2 separate regions of the Mus musculus genome follow, and region 2 is linked to region 1. The links are chromatin contacts, called in public promoter capture Hi-C maps. All regions are on one chromosome and are shown on one strand. Each heading gives the region's core, a stretch centred on a gene start, on an enhancer-like site or on the middle of the called end of the contact. The rest is flanking DNA. Distances are from core to core; before and after follow the strand shown. Region 1 holds the start of Snx25 (sorting nexin 25). Region 2 overlaps Acsl1 (acyl-CoA synthetase long-chain family member 1).

Evidence for each region. Promoter capture Hi-C pulls out the DNA fragments that hold promoters and counts their contacts.
Region 2: a promoter capture Hi-C map of pre-B cells shows a contact between it and region 1, with 2.3 times the contacts expected there. The contact joins the enhancer-like site here to the promoter of Snx25 in region 1. A contact is called at or near these places in 3 of 39 promoter capture datasets (the C10 cell line, hematopoietic stem and progenitor cells and pre-B cells), 2 of 115 datasets of contacts at active chromatin or transcription factors (pro-B cells and stem cell-derived neural progenitor cells) and 2 of 9 other capture datasets (adipose tissue and pancreatic islet).

The regions. Positions count from the first base shown.
Region 1 is chr8:46,150,146-46,156,516 of GRCm38.p6, forward strand. It overlaps Snx25 (sorting nexin 25), which reads right to left and starts at 2,296. Exons shown (of 19, transcript NM_001372342.1): 1 at 1,637-2,296. The coding sequence starts at 2,011.
Region 2 is chr8:46,509,498-46,515,868 of GRCm38.p6, forward strand. It overlaps Acsl1 (acyl-CoA synthetase long-chain family member 1), which reads left to right. Exons shown (of 21, transcript NM_007981.4): 5 at 1,863-1,964; 6 at 3,794-3,893; 7 at 4,076-4,254. Among named protein-coding and RNA genes, the nearest start is that of Cenpu, 39 kb to the right of the region's middle. Within about 2 kb of position 3,269, at least 42 of the 459 cell types and tissues checked have an H3K27ac peak or open chromatin away from gene starts, as enhancers often do. A contact at or near this core is called in pre-B cells and pro-B cells, where this site is marked.

The DNA of each region.
Region 1 (6,371 bases), core at 1,046-3,545:
CAGGTTAAAATGTACCCCTTCTATAACCTGAAATCAGGTTTACACTTGCTGGACTTTTTTTCCCCTAAATCATTTGCAAAATCATTTTCCTGGATGACAATTTAAATTTCCCCTTACTCAGAAACAAACCAGGTGTGATGGTGTACGCCCTGAAGGAAACCAAGAGGCAATCCCTGCAGTGAGGTGGTTGGGGACCTGACAGGTAAATGATAATATCACAACTGTGAACCTGGCCCACCATTTGCACTCCTTTCCTTCACCTACATTCATGCACAACTACTCAGCTCTTAGTTTCATTTTTGTTTTATAAACTCCATCCAAAATTATCTTATTTCTTGTCTGGCTCCTCACAGGAATATAATCTGCATTGACTAGGACTTTTACGTGGCTTGCTAATTCAACCCAAACTTCAAAAACATGTAAGAGTTAGTTTATAAAAGATGCTCAATAAATTTATACTGAACTTAGTATATGTTTGTATGTATAATATTTAAACTGTGGTGTGCCTTATATAGGTCTAAAACCTAACTGGTAAACTTTTAGGACCCTTACTTATTAGAACTGAGAAAAGAATAGAAGGAAGAACACATCTACCCACCAACTCTAAAATGCAAACGATAGTCACAAATGTTTAGCCAAATCAAAGTTTCTAAGCGGAACAGGCATTGCTATTCTTTTGAGACTGCCGCTGTGTTTCCTGAGTCTAATGAGTGAGGATGCCATTCTGAAGTGACAGGCTCTGGAAAGTCATTTTGAAAAGTAGGAAGCTCTTCCAGAAAGTAATAAACGGTTCATGCCATAAGCAAATAGAAACTCTGGGGACAGCAGTCACTCTAACAAACGTTTTTATGAAGTTGAGCCACTGCCATTGCTCTGGCTCCCAAGATCTCGGGCAATTTTAGTTTTATGAAGATATCAATCAGCCAAGTCCGGTAAAATGAAGGTCCTTTTAAAGGGTTATTATAAACAGACTGGAGGTAAAGTTTGATTTAAGGCAAACAGGGTTGGTAGGAAGGAGGGCAAAGCACGTTGAAAATCCAGTTCTTTCCTACGTTCCGCAACATAACCACAACCCTGATGTCCTACACCTGCCTGAGGACAGCTTTTCCTCTTAACAAACGACAGTGGTTCCTGGTGAGCATGCCACCCCCTCAACCCCCTCAAATAGACATCCACCTGAGCTGCATGACAACTTAACCAACATGGTGGAAGACAGGACCTTACAGGTATGAAGTACACGGGGCCCATTGAGTGAGCTCCCTCGGACTGGGTGACCTAACCAAGTTTTCTCTTCTGTAAGCCGTCATAAAGTTATCTCCCAACCACTACAGATCGAAGAACCAAACAGGAGCATCAGTGATGAATGCGAAGCCTGCCTCCCGTGGGTGCTGTAAGCGGATTTTTCTCGGCACTCACCAACTGCACTTCAACATCGGAGACCCGCCTGGATGGATCTCTCTGTGCAGAGGATGGTGGATGAGTTAACTACAGCGCCTAAAACGGCGCGCGTGACCAAGCCCGCGCAGCCCAGTCTTCCGCGGGCTTCGGCTGCCGGAGGGCCACCCGGCCGGAGCCCCCCGGGGTCTGCGCGCGCACGAGGCCGCGGGCACGCGAGGCAGTCGAGACCGGTACTCACCCGCAGCGGACAGCGGACGGTCGCCGCCAGCCGGCTCCAGGAAGAGACGAAGTCCGGCGGCTGGGCGCGCGGGCTCCAGCAGACGAGCGAGACCAGTGTCCCCAGCAGCAAGGCGGCCGCGGCGCAGCTCAGGTACAGGCTGAGGCGCAGCAGCACGGCGCCCGGCCCCGTGCCCGCCGCCGGTCCCCAGCCTGGGACCAGGCAGCACAGCGCCAGCACTGCCAGGGCGGCCACGGCCGCGGGCCCCCGCCAGCCCCAGCCCGGGCCGTCCGCCGTCCGCGGCCGGTCCGCGGAGCCCCGGGCAGCGCGGCAGGCGTCTGCGGCGGACGTGGGGCCGCGGCGGGCGCCGCTGCTGTCGGTGGCATCGCGGTGCATGCTGCTTCCTGGGCCGCTGGCGACAGGCTCATCTCCCGGCCCGCAGCCCCCCGGCGCCGCCCCGGGCCGTGGCCTGTGCGCGGCGCCCCGCCGCCTCGCCGCTCCCGCCGCCGCTCGCGAGGCAAGGGCAGCCCGCGCTCATGCCCTCGCCGGCGGCCCTGAGCGGGAACCGCTCCAACAGACACCGCCGCGCCCCCCCTCCCGCCTCGGTGCCGCCGCCCCGCGCCGGGCCCGCAGCTGCCCGCCGACCGGGCGCGCCCAGGTAGCGGGACCGCGAGGGGGACTGAAACCCCAAGGGCTCGAGACGCGCGGGGGCGGGGGCGGGACCTGCGGCTGAGTGACAGTGGGGCGGGGTCGCCCCGCCCACCCGGGGCGGGGGCGGCCGGAAAGGGGCGCGACCAATCGCAGTGGACCCCGCTACTTCCCGAGCCCCGCCCCCGCCCCCCGGGGACCGCGTCTGTTCGTGGAAAATTTTGCTGCAGGTGTCAGAAGCCTGCGTTGAGCTCCGCTCAGGTACCCCCTTATTTTCGTCTCTCCGCTCCTCGCCTTGCCTACAGCCCCATACCAGACGCCAGCCTTGTTCTCTAGCTCTCTGATTAACCTCGTACTGTCCCTGATCCTCTCTTTTACTACTTTCTTCCAACGGACCCCACTCCACTGCCCAAGGGTAGGGGACTAAGACAAACCTGGAGGAGTCAAGCGAAGCCTGTGGTTCCCACTTACTTATGGAAAGACTCCCCAGTGCCAGAGAGTGTACATAGCTGCCACAATCGATTTGGCTCCGATTTTGTGTTTTTGTTGCCAACAACTACTCGGTACAAAAGCTGTTACCCACGCAAAAGAAACTGGTTCAAAGAATTTTGAGAGAACATATTTTCCTTTCCTCTCTTGACTGCAGCCGGTAGTCTACAGACGATGTTTGCTGAGATGAAAGATGTCCAAATGCTGCTCAATACTGTAACAGAGCTGCCAAAGCCCATAAAGGGTGTTGACTGTCTTAGAGGGATGATGGAAATGAAGGATTTCTGAAGACACTGGGAGAGGAGATAGAGTAGAGAAGACAAAAAAAAAAAAAAAAATGAAATAAGAAAATAAGAGAAGCTTGACAGATAAGGAGCTAGCACCCCCATGACACTGAGATGAAGAAGTCCAGGTTCTTTAACTTGTACTATTTTGTTTTGTGACAGGGTCTCTCTGTGTAAACCTGGCTATCCTGAAACTCACTATGTGGACCAGGCTAGTCTGGACCCCCCCAGAGATCTACTTGCCTCTGCTTTCAGAGTGCTGGAATCAAAGGTGTGCAGCCTAGGTTTGCAGTGTTCGCTAATATGGTGATGGGTAGTGCCCTCCGAGTAGCAGACAAGTAACATAGGTGTTACAATGCAGTGTTATATATTGTGGCTACACTGGGTTTTTGGTTTTGTTTTGTTTTTTTCTGTAAAGGGGTTGTTCCATCTGTAATAAGTATTGTGCCATTTCATCAAAAAAAAGGAAAAAAGTCACAATACTCATGAATAAAGTGCTTGCTTACTTGCTTGCTTAAAACAAAGTATTACACAAAAAAGTTATTATTCAAGAAAAGGTACAGGTATACATTAACAATCCACCCATGTATTCATTCCAGGTCTTCATAATAAATTTCCCCAATGGCATATGGATTTCAAGTGGGAGACGAAGTCATAGATTTAAAAAGCATACCTAAAATTTAATTCTAATAGAATGTAGTATTTAAGTGAATTATTTTTATAACTATTTAAAGACAAGTATGTTTCTCATGTTTCTAAAAGGATTTCTAAAAAGATTTTTAAATTTTATTTTATGCGAGCGCTTTGCTTGCCTGTGTTTGTTTGTGTGCCGTGTGCATGTGGTGCTCTCAGCAAGAAACGAACATGGGGTCCCCAGAACTGTAGGTAGGAACAGCTATGCGTGACCATGTGGATGCTGGGAACTGAACCTGACTCCGCTGTAAGACCACTGAGTGCTCTTCACCACGGAGCTATCTCTCCCACCCCAAGCTTGTCGCTTTTTAATATTAGTTGGTGTTCACAGAACATCACATTCTTTTATATGGGCTAAGAAAACGTAGGAAGATAATGAGTTTCTCATACCAAATGTGATTACAGAGAAAAGCTCTAGACATTTCATCTCCACCCCAACAGATACTGTCGAGCCTGATGACAGATGGAGAAATAGAGGCACTAGAGGAACTTGACTCAATCGCAAAGCTAGTAGACCTTGGAACTAGGATTTGGTGTCTCTCCACATAAGACTCCCTTCAGTTTCAACACTTAACTTCTGTACCACAGCATTTCTGAAGAACTCAATGGCTTTATCATTTCACATTCCAAAGGAGCAAAAACAGGGTTTCATAAGCCCATGAGTCTAAGACCAGTGTGCCGTGCTCTAGAATGTCCAGTGTTGTTGCTCTGTGAGAACAGAAGCACACTTGTTGCCCTGGCATGAACGGAGTGAGTGTAATTAGCAAGGGGAAACTGGCCTAAGGTTTACTGCAGGCCAACTCTGTAACTGAAGTAAGTATGGTTCCCAAGAGTAATGCAGGGCTGGAGATGTGCACACCCACAGTCTGACAACTGCCTCAGAGCACACACTCTCTTACTGCTAGGCCAGCTCTGGTGTGTATGGCAGGAGGATCACTGATGTGAGGCAACACCAAGGGATAGAAGGGCGTGACTGACCTCAGAAAGCATTGAAGAAAATGAGGCACAAAATCAGTGCCTCATTGTAACTGGAGTCCCTTAAATCTGAGTTGGAATATCCCTTTCCTGTAGTCACTGTAGGGTCCTAACAGTTCCTTTGAGAAGGTTTATTATATATATTTTATGTGTATGTGTGTGGACCTGAGTGGAGGTGTGTACACTTGGTATGTGGCCACGAGGCCAGAGTTCAGAGGAGGCCATCGAGTCTCCGGGAACTTAAGCCACCCAGTGTAGGTGCTGGGCACCAAATCTGGGTCATCTGTAAAAGCAACAAATGCTCTGGACTGCTGAGCCACCTCTCTAACCCCCATGTCCCATCAGCTTTAAGGGCTGAAAGAGAAAATTAAAAAATAATGTCTTGGGCGCTTAAGAGATGGCTCAGCGGTTAAGAGCACTGACTGCTCTTCCAGAGATTCTGAGTTCGCATAGTGGCTCACAACCATCTGTAATGGGATCTGATGCCCTCTTCTGGTGTGTCTGAAGACAGCTACAGTGTACTGTCATAATAAATTTTTTAAAAATCTATTAAAAATGAAAGTAATCTCACGTATATATTTTTGTTAGTGCATTCTGACAGGCCCTAAGGCAATCTTTACCATCTTGTAGAAATGTAAGTGGGAATGAGTGGCTTCTGACTGAACTCCCAATGAAGATAAGGAAGAAATGGCCGTTTTTAAATGCCAGACAAAGCAGGTGGACATCACTCGTCTTTGTCTAAGAATGTATTGGCAATGTTTACACGATGGTGAACCTCTCAATGCAATTTCAGAACATATGTAAATTATAGTGAGTGGTGTTCCATATTTGTAAGTAAAAATGTTCATATTGAAAGCTTATGCAAAGTCAGAGAGATTTTGGAACAGTCAGCCTAAATGGGATGTCTCTATCAAACCCCTCCTCTCAGAACCCAGGGAACTCCCTCAGAAGAGGAGCCAGAAAGAATGTAAGAGCAGACAGGATGGAGGACTGCAAGAAAGCAAGGCCCTCTAAATCAACATGAGCAGAGCTCATATGAACTCACAGAGACTGAGGCGGCATGCACAGGGCCTGCATGAGTCTGCACCAGGTCCTCTGCACATATATTATGGCTTCTACTTTAATGGGATTCCTGATGAGCAAATGAATGGGTCTTTGATTCTTGTGCCTTCTGTTGGGCTCTTTTCCTTCTCTTACCCAACTTTGATGTGATAGTTTTTGTCTTATTATATTTGATTATGTTGTATTTTATTATTGTCTCTTAGAAGTCTCTTCTTTTCAACTGGGAGACCAAAAGGGAATGGACCCAGATGGGAGGGAAGGTGGGGAAGACCTGGGAGGAGTAGAGGGAAGGAAAACCATAATCAGGATATATTATGGGAGAAAGGAATCTATTTTAAATAAAAGAAAAAAAGAAAAATTATCCAAAGTCATTAATCTTTAAAAAAGAAACAGATTTTAAATTACTGAAAGTGAAATCAGTGCATACCAGGACAAATAGTTGTCAAAGGTCTATCCTAAAACTGAAATCCAGAGACTATGACGTCACTCGCCTTTGCATAATGAACTACCTCCGCATAAGTCATCTATGAATGCGGAGTACAGGTCAGACATGTCAGGTATGGGCTAGGCTCAGGTGCAAGTTCTGCTCTTCCTGTCTGGGTCTC
Region 2 (6,371 bases), core at 2,019-4,518, 360 kb after region 1:
ATAGCAAGGCTGTGTTGGGCACAGGGCAGTATGTGACAGGACCCCACAGCCTCCCCTAGAGCTCTCTGCATTATTTTTAATAGATTCGTTGGCCAGAAACAAGAAAGTATCTGTTGTGGATTGGTGCTCCAGGCACATTGAGAACCCCTGAGGTTTTCTGAAGGTGGTGCCCAGTGATTGGCACAGCTCAGCCCGAGGCTCCTTGGAGGCTTGGCAGAGGGCACAGAGCTGGTTTTAACTGAAGCCAGCTTTGGCTTTGTGGAGATCTTTATCTTGATTTACTTTTTTATTCACCTAACCAGACTGACTTTTAGGAAAGTCAGAGTCTCTTTGCCATTTTTCTTAAAGAGCAAAATGGACCACCTTTCTAGAAACATAAGTGTATGTGCATTGCTCCAGCAAGCCCAGCAAACAGTTTCAGACACGTCTCAATTTCCAGACCTGTGCATTAGTCAGGACTAGAAGGTGCTTTGCCACTCTGTGGTCACCTGGCCTGTGACAGTACTGCTTCCCTTAGGTAGGGCTGGGATGGCAGCTTGTACCGAAACCAATGGCATTGCTGGGAAGGAGAGGCGGTTTCCTGGTTTCCTGGTTTCCTGGTTTCCTGGTGGTGTGGATATGTGTTAGAAGTGCTGTTGCGAGGAATGAACTCCAGGGTTTAAGTTTTACATTCCAAAGCAATTAATGAAGAGGAGGGACAAGAGGGTAGCTACGGATATATATTCCTAAGTTTTGTGACTTATTTTTCCTTGGGTATCATAATGTTGGTTTTCATCTACACATTACTGATTGCCATCATTACCCTAAGCTTGGTGCAGTTCTCATAGTTGTAGTATTTGCCAGCTACCTAGCTGTCCTTTTTGGGTATTCTTGTCATTTTTTTTTTGAAATTTTTATATTTGCGCATAAGACCTCTAAAAATCTCCTCCAAATATTGTATTATTTACCAAAAAGAAATTCTCAAAAATGGAATTGTAGAGTCCAATAATAAAAACTTAGTCTTAGCTGGGCTTGGTGACACACATCTTTAATCCTAGCACTTGGGAGGAAGGCAGGTAGATCTCTGTGTTCGAGGCCAGCCTGGCCTACAGAGAGAGTTCCAGGACAGCCAGTGCTACACAGAGAAACCGTATCTCACAAAGAAGCAAACAAATAGAAAAAAAAAAAACCACCTTAGTCTTGTTTTGTTTTTTTAAAAAGCTGTTTCTATATTTATACAAATGACAGGTTTTGAGGTGTTTGGTCACTTTTCTAGTCTTTTATAAATGATAAAAGAACGATCTAGCCAGGCCTGGTGATAGCTGTCATCCCAAGCAGCTGGAGTGGTAGGATGGTGAGTTTGCAGTTGGTCTGCACCAGTTGAAGAAGTCAAGAAGTGGGGACAAGGTCTGTGTTAGAATGCTTGTCTAGGGTGCATAAAACCCTGATTCTTCCAAGGCACTACAAACAGGTAATAATCTCCACCCCAAAGAACACAGGACCTCTGTCACTTGGTAACACTAAAATAGAAACACATATGTAGGAAGCCCTGTATCCATGTCTGTGACCTGCAAACCCGGAATAATTTGCTTTATAGAAGGAATCCTAGAGCCAGGTCCTAAACAAAGCCTGAGCTGTGGTGAGTAAAACCTTATGCTGTGCAAGCAGTTGTTTAAGGAGGCGCAGGTCTCCTTCTCTGTATAGCTCTGTTGCTGGCAGCGGAAAGGACGCCAGATTGTCACCCAGTGAGATTGTCACCCAGTGAGATTGTCACCCAGTGAGATTGTCACCCAGTGAGATTGTCACCCAGTGAGCTTTTAAGGTTCTTACAATAAGAATTGTTGCTTTTTCCTAACTGGCGCCTCTGCCTCCCTTTGTTGCAGGTGGCAGAACTGGCTGAGTGCATAGGCTCCGGGCTGATCCAGAAGGGGTTCAAGCCTTGCTCCGAGCAGTTCATCGGCCTCTTCTCTCAAAACAGACCCGAGGTATTAACCAGGAGCCGGCAGAGCCGCTCACTGTGCTGGGTCTCCAGGGCCCTTCGTGGTTCCCCCTGCAGCTGCTGGGGACTAGGCTTTGTTCTCTGGTTTAGGCTGAGTATAAGGCTTTGCGGTTTGTCTTAGAAAGTTCCAGGTATGAAAATGAGAACTGAGAATTTCTCTTCAACTTTCAAGAGAAAAAAAAAATCATCTCCCCTTAATTTTTTGTTTTGTTTGTTTTGAGTTTTCTTAATTCAGGTCATGAAACAAAATTCTTAGAAAAAAAGTGTCAAATCAGAAGTTTCTTACCTTCAAGGGCTACCTCTGAGACTGGATAAACAGGGTTAGTAAATTGTTAATAATAAATTACAGCAGAGAAGCTCGGATACATTTTTGTTAGTAGCAAACTCTTCCTCCTGAGAGGTCTGAGCCTTCCTTCCTTTCGATCAAATTTCCAAACCTAAGATACTGTGAAATATGCGCTATGAGCTGCTCTCCTTATAGATTTACAGCTGTTGATTGGATATGGAGGCTCACACGTAGTACTTAAGAAAAGAGACTTGAGGGGCTAGAGAGAAGGCTCAGTAGTTCAGAGCAGACACACACTGCTCCTCCAGAGACCAGAGTTTCCGTCCCAGAACCTACATCAGGTGGCTCACAAGTACTCAAAGCTCCAACTCCTCTGGTCTTATGGGTACCTACACACACACACACACACACACACACACACACACACACACACACACTTAAAAATAATTTTAGAAAAAAAAGACTTAAAATGGGGTGTTACTTTTAAAGTACTGCTAACAAGTTATATCAGCAATAACTATCTTGGAAAAATTCAAGCATCATTTTTTTTTTATTGCTGCTTATGTCCAGAAAAGTGTCTTGGTTTTCCTGTCCCTGTGTTGTGTCTGGTTTTATAAGTTCTTCTATCCATGGGTCTCATGTTCCTTGAAGAATCGTCACTGTCTATGGCTGGCCCATGCTTAGTCTTAAGGGGTGACTTGGTTTTCTTTTGAATCTCAGGGACAGATCCAAGCTTTTTCCATCAATAGAATTGTTATCATCTACCTAAACCACAAAACAGATCCTTCGTTTTAAGGGATAGATTACTGATGGTTTCTCTGAAATGTGATACGTGTGGATACAGGAAAGGACTGTGGGAGCCCAGCCAAGGAGAGATCCTGAGTAGAGTCTTGGAGGAAATCTTAAAACAAAGCAAAAACCACAGGCACAGCGCCGAGTCCACACCACATGCCTGTGACGGATCGGTCCTCTCCCACGGCAGCTGCTCCCTTTTCTGTGCTGTGATCAGCATCCTGTATGCCATTTGAAAAGTGCAGCTGAGATAAGGGCGTGTCTTGCAGTTGAAGAGGGACAGTGCCACATGTGCCTGGGAGATCAGTCAGTTCTAGGCAGCTGAGGTTAGTGGTAAGGTGACCCAGTTACTGTATCACTGCTGTCCCTGGTCACTTTACTAAGGGGATTTTTTTTTTCAAGACCACTTTCCGCTGTCTTAGCCTGTAATGATCGTTTCCTCAAACGCTTACATCAGTACAGCTTGATTTTAAGGAAGGGCAGATTGTTGTATGCAAACTTAAAGATTAATTTTTAAAGGGATATAAGGAGAAGATTTCAAGAATATGAAAAAGTTTAAAAGGAGGAGCAAGTCTTCTTGTTTGCTTTGAACTCTCCTGGAACCTGGCACACGGTGGGAGACAGACGTTAAGTTTGCTGCAGTGGATGCTTCTAATTTGACTCTCTGAGCATTGCCCTTGGCAGTGAGTGATTCTGGGGAGCCATCTCATTCTCTCTCTGTGACTTTTACCATTCAGTGGGTGATCGTCGAGCAAGGATGCTTCTCTTACTCAATGGTGGTCGTCCCGCTCTATGACACCCTTGGAGCTGACGCCATCACCTACATAGTGAACAAAGGTATGTCTTTGTCTTTGTGCCACCATAGCCCTAGGTATAGGCTTGATTCGATGACTTTACATTTATATATCTGCTTGGAAGGGGATATTACGTTTCAGTGTGCATCACTCTGGCATGCTAGTGTTTGTGTGTCAAGCTTTTAGCATCCTAGGGCTCACTCCTTATCACCTCTTCATTTACAGCTGAACTCTCTGTGATTTTTGCTGACAAGCCAGAAAAAGCCAAACTCTTATTAGAAGGTGTAGAAAACAAGTTAACACCATGCCTTAAAATCATAGTCATCATGGACTCCTACGGCAGTGATCTGGTGGAACGAGGCAAGAAGTGTGGGGTGGAAATCATCAGCCTCAAAGCTCTGGAGGTGAGTCCTTCCATACGGCCTTGTCTCTGAAGGGCTGGGTATGGTACCCAATGCCACTGTCATCCCAGTGCTGCTCAGCCACCTAAAGATACGGGACAAAATTCCCACCTGCCTATTGGACCAGGGTTAGGCCTGCGTGCTAAGAGTTGCTTCTGGGTTTTGTTTTGCTTGGCCTCGTTTTTTTAAGATGGTCCACCTCTGTAGTTGAGGCTGGTCTAGAGCCCACTGTGGAGCTCAGGGTAGCCTTGAACTTGCAGCAGTCTTTTCTTACCTTGGTCTCCCAAATGCTGGGATCACAGGAATGAGTTCACTTGTCCTAGTTAAGTTTCTGCTGCTATGTTAAAAATCATGGGCAAAAGCAACTGGGGGAGGAAAGGGTTTACGTGTGTGGCCTCATGTCCCCATCACAGTTTATCATGACAGGACATCAGGGCAGGAGGGTCATGGAGGAATTGTCAACCAGCTTGCTCCCCATAGTTTGCTCAGTTTGTTTGCTTATACAACCTACCCAGAGTTGCTACCACCACAGGGAACCAGGTCCTCTCATCAATCATTAATCAAGAGAATTCCCTCATAGACAGTCTGATAGAAGCCTTTTCTCAATTGAAGTTCCCTCTTCCCACATGGCCCCAGTTTGTGTCAAGTTGGCTTATGTTAAGCTCACCACCATACCATGCCCAGTTCCCAGTATTAGTTTAATATGTCACTTGTAGAAGCCTCAGGAAGGGAACTGTCGTCCTCATATTTTTCCTTGGTACCAGTAGACACTGGGACCTTCAACATCACACAAGTGGATGTGTCTAGTTTGTATGCTCTATTGAGTCTTTACTGCCTTTGCCTCTGAAACCAAGCCAGACACAGAAGTCTGTCTCATCATTTGCCTGTCCCTCTGTTGACTCTCCCTTCCCCACCCCCCTCTGTGTGTGTGTGTGTGTGTGTGTGTGTGTGTGTGTGTGTGTGTGTTATGGTACAGGTGTGGATATCAGAGGACAGGTTGGTGGCGTTGATGCTCTCCTTTCTCCACTTGGGTGCCGTCCGTCAGTCTTGAATGGCAAGTGCCTCCACAGAGCCATCATGCCCCCTCATCATTTCTTTCCCCAGGTTTCTTCTATAGGTCTTAGTGAATTTCAATCATGGATTCCTGATTAGTTTCCATCCTAGTCAGGCTTCTTATTGCAGTGATGAAACACTGTAACCAAAAGCAAGATGGGGAAGAAAGAGTTTATTTGGCTAATACTTCCACATCACTACTCATCATTGAAGGAAGTCAGGCAGGCACCTGGAGGCAGGAGCTGATGTAGAGTCCATAGAGGGGTGCAGCTTACTGGCTTTCACCTCATGACTTGCTCAGTCTGGTTTCTTCCAGAACCCAGGACCGCCAGCCAGGGATGGCACCCCCACCATGGGCTGGACTCTTCCCCGATTGATCACTAATTTAAAACATTCTCATAGGCTTGCCTGCAGGCAGACTTTATGGAGGCATTTTCTTAATTGTGGCTCCCTTCTCTCAGATGGCTTTAGCTTGTGTCAAGTTGACAAAACTATCTGGTACAACTTATTTATGGATCTCTCTGTTTTTATTTTTGATAATGGTTTATTTTCAGTTTAAGCTTAACTGTTCTAGAACCAGTGGGGTGCATATGATCTGACCCCAACACTGGCTGGCCTTCGGTTAGGAGGCAAGGAAGCCAGTGGAAGACCCTTTCACAGGGGCATCGTAGGTGATAGGGTCACATCATATAGAAGAAGCTGCGCTGTCATGGAAGGTGTACATCTTTTTGTGAAAACCATTAGAAATATGGTTTTACTTTTTATTAGTTCTCCTTCTACAGAGAGTGAGAGGCTGCAGAGCAGGGCCTGTGGAGCCTTTGCTAAGGAACCAGTAGTCAGGGCAACTCATTATTCCAACGCTGACATGCACGTGTGTGTATGTCCACACGCATGCACATGGTGCACAGAGGACAACTCCACATGTGTTTTTGCCTAGGCCTCACTTTTAGAGTGCAGCTAGCTTTTTACCTAGACGTTCATACTGGAGTGGGTTTGGTTTTTATTTTTGTTTTTTTACTTGTAGTCTTTCGTGCTATTGAAATCTTTTCCCCTGACTGCCTTTTGGT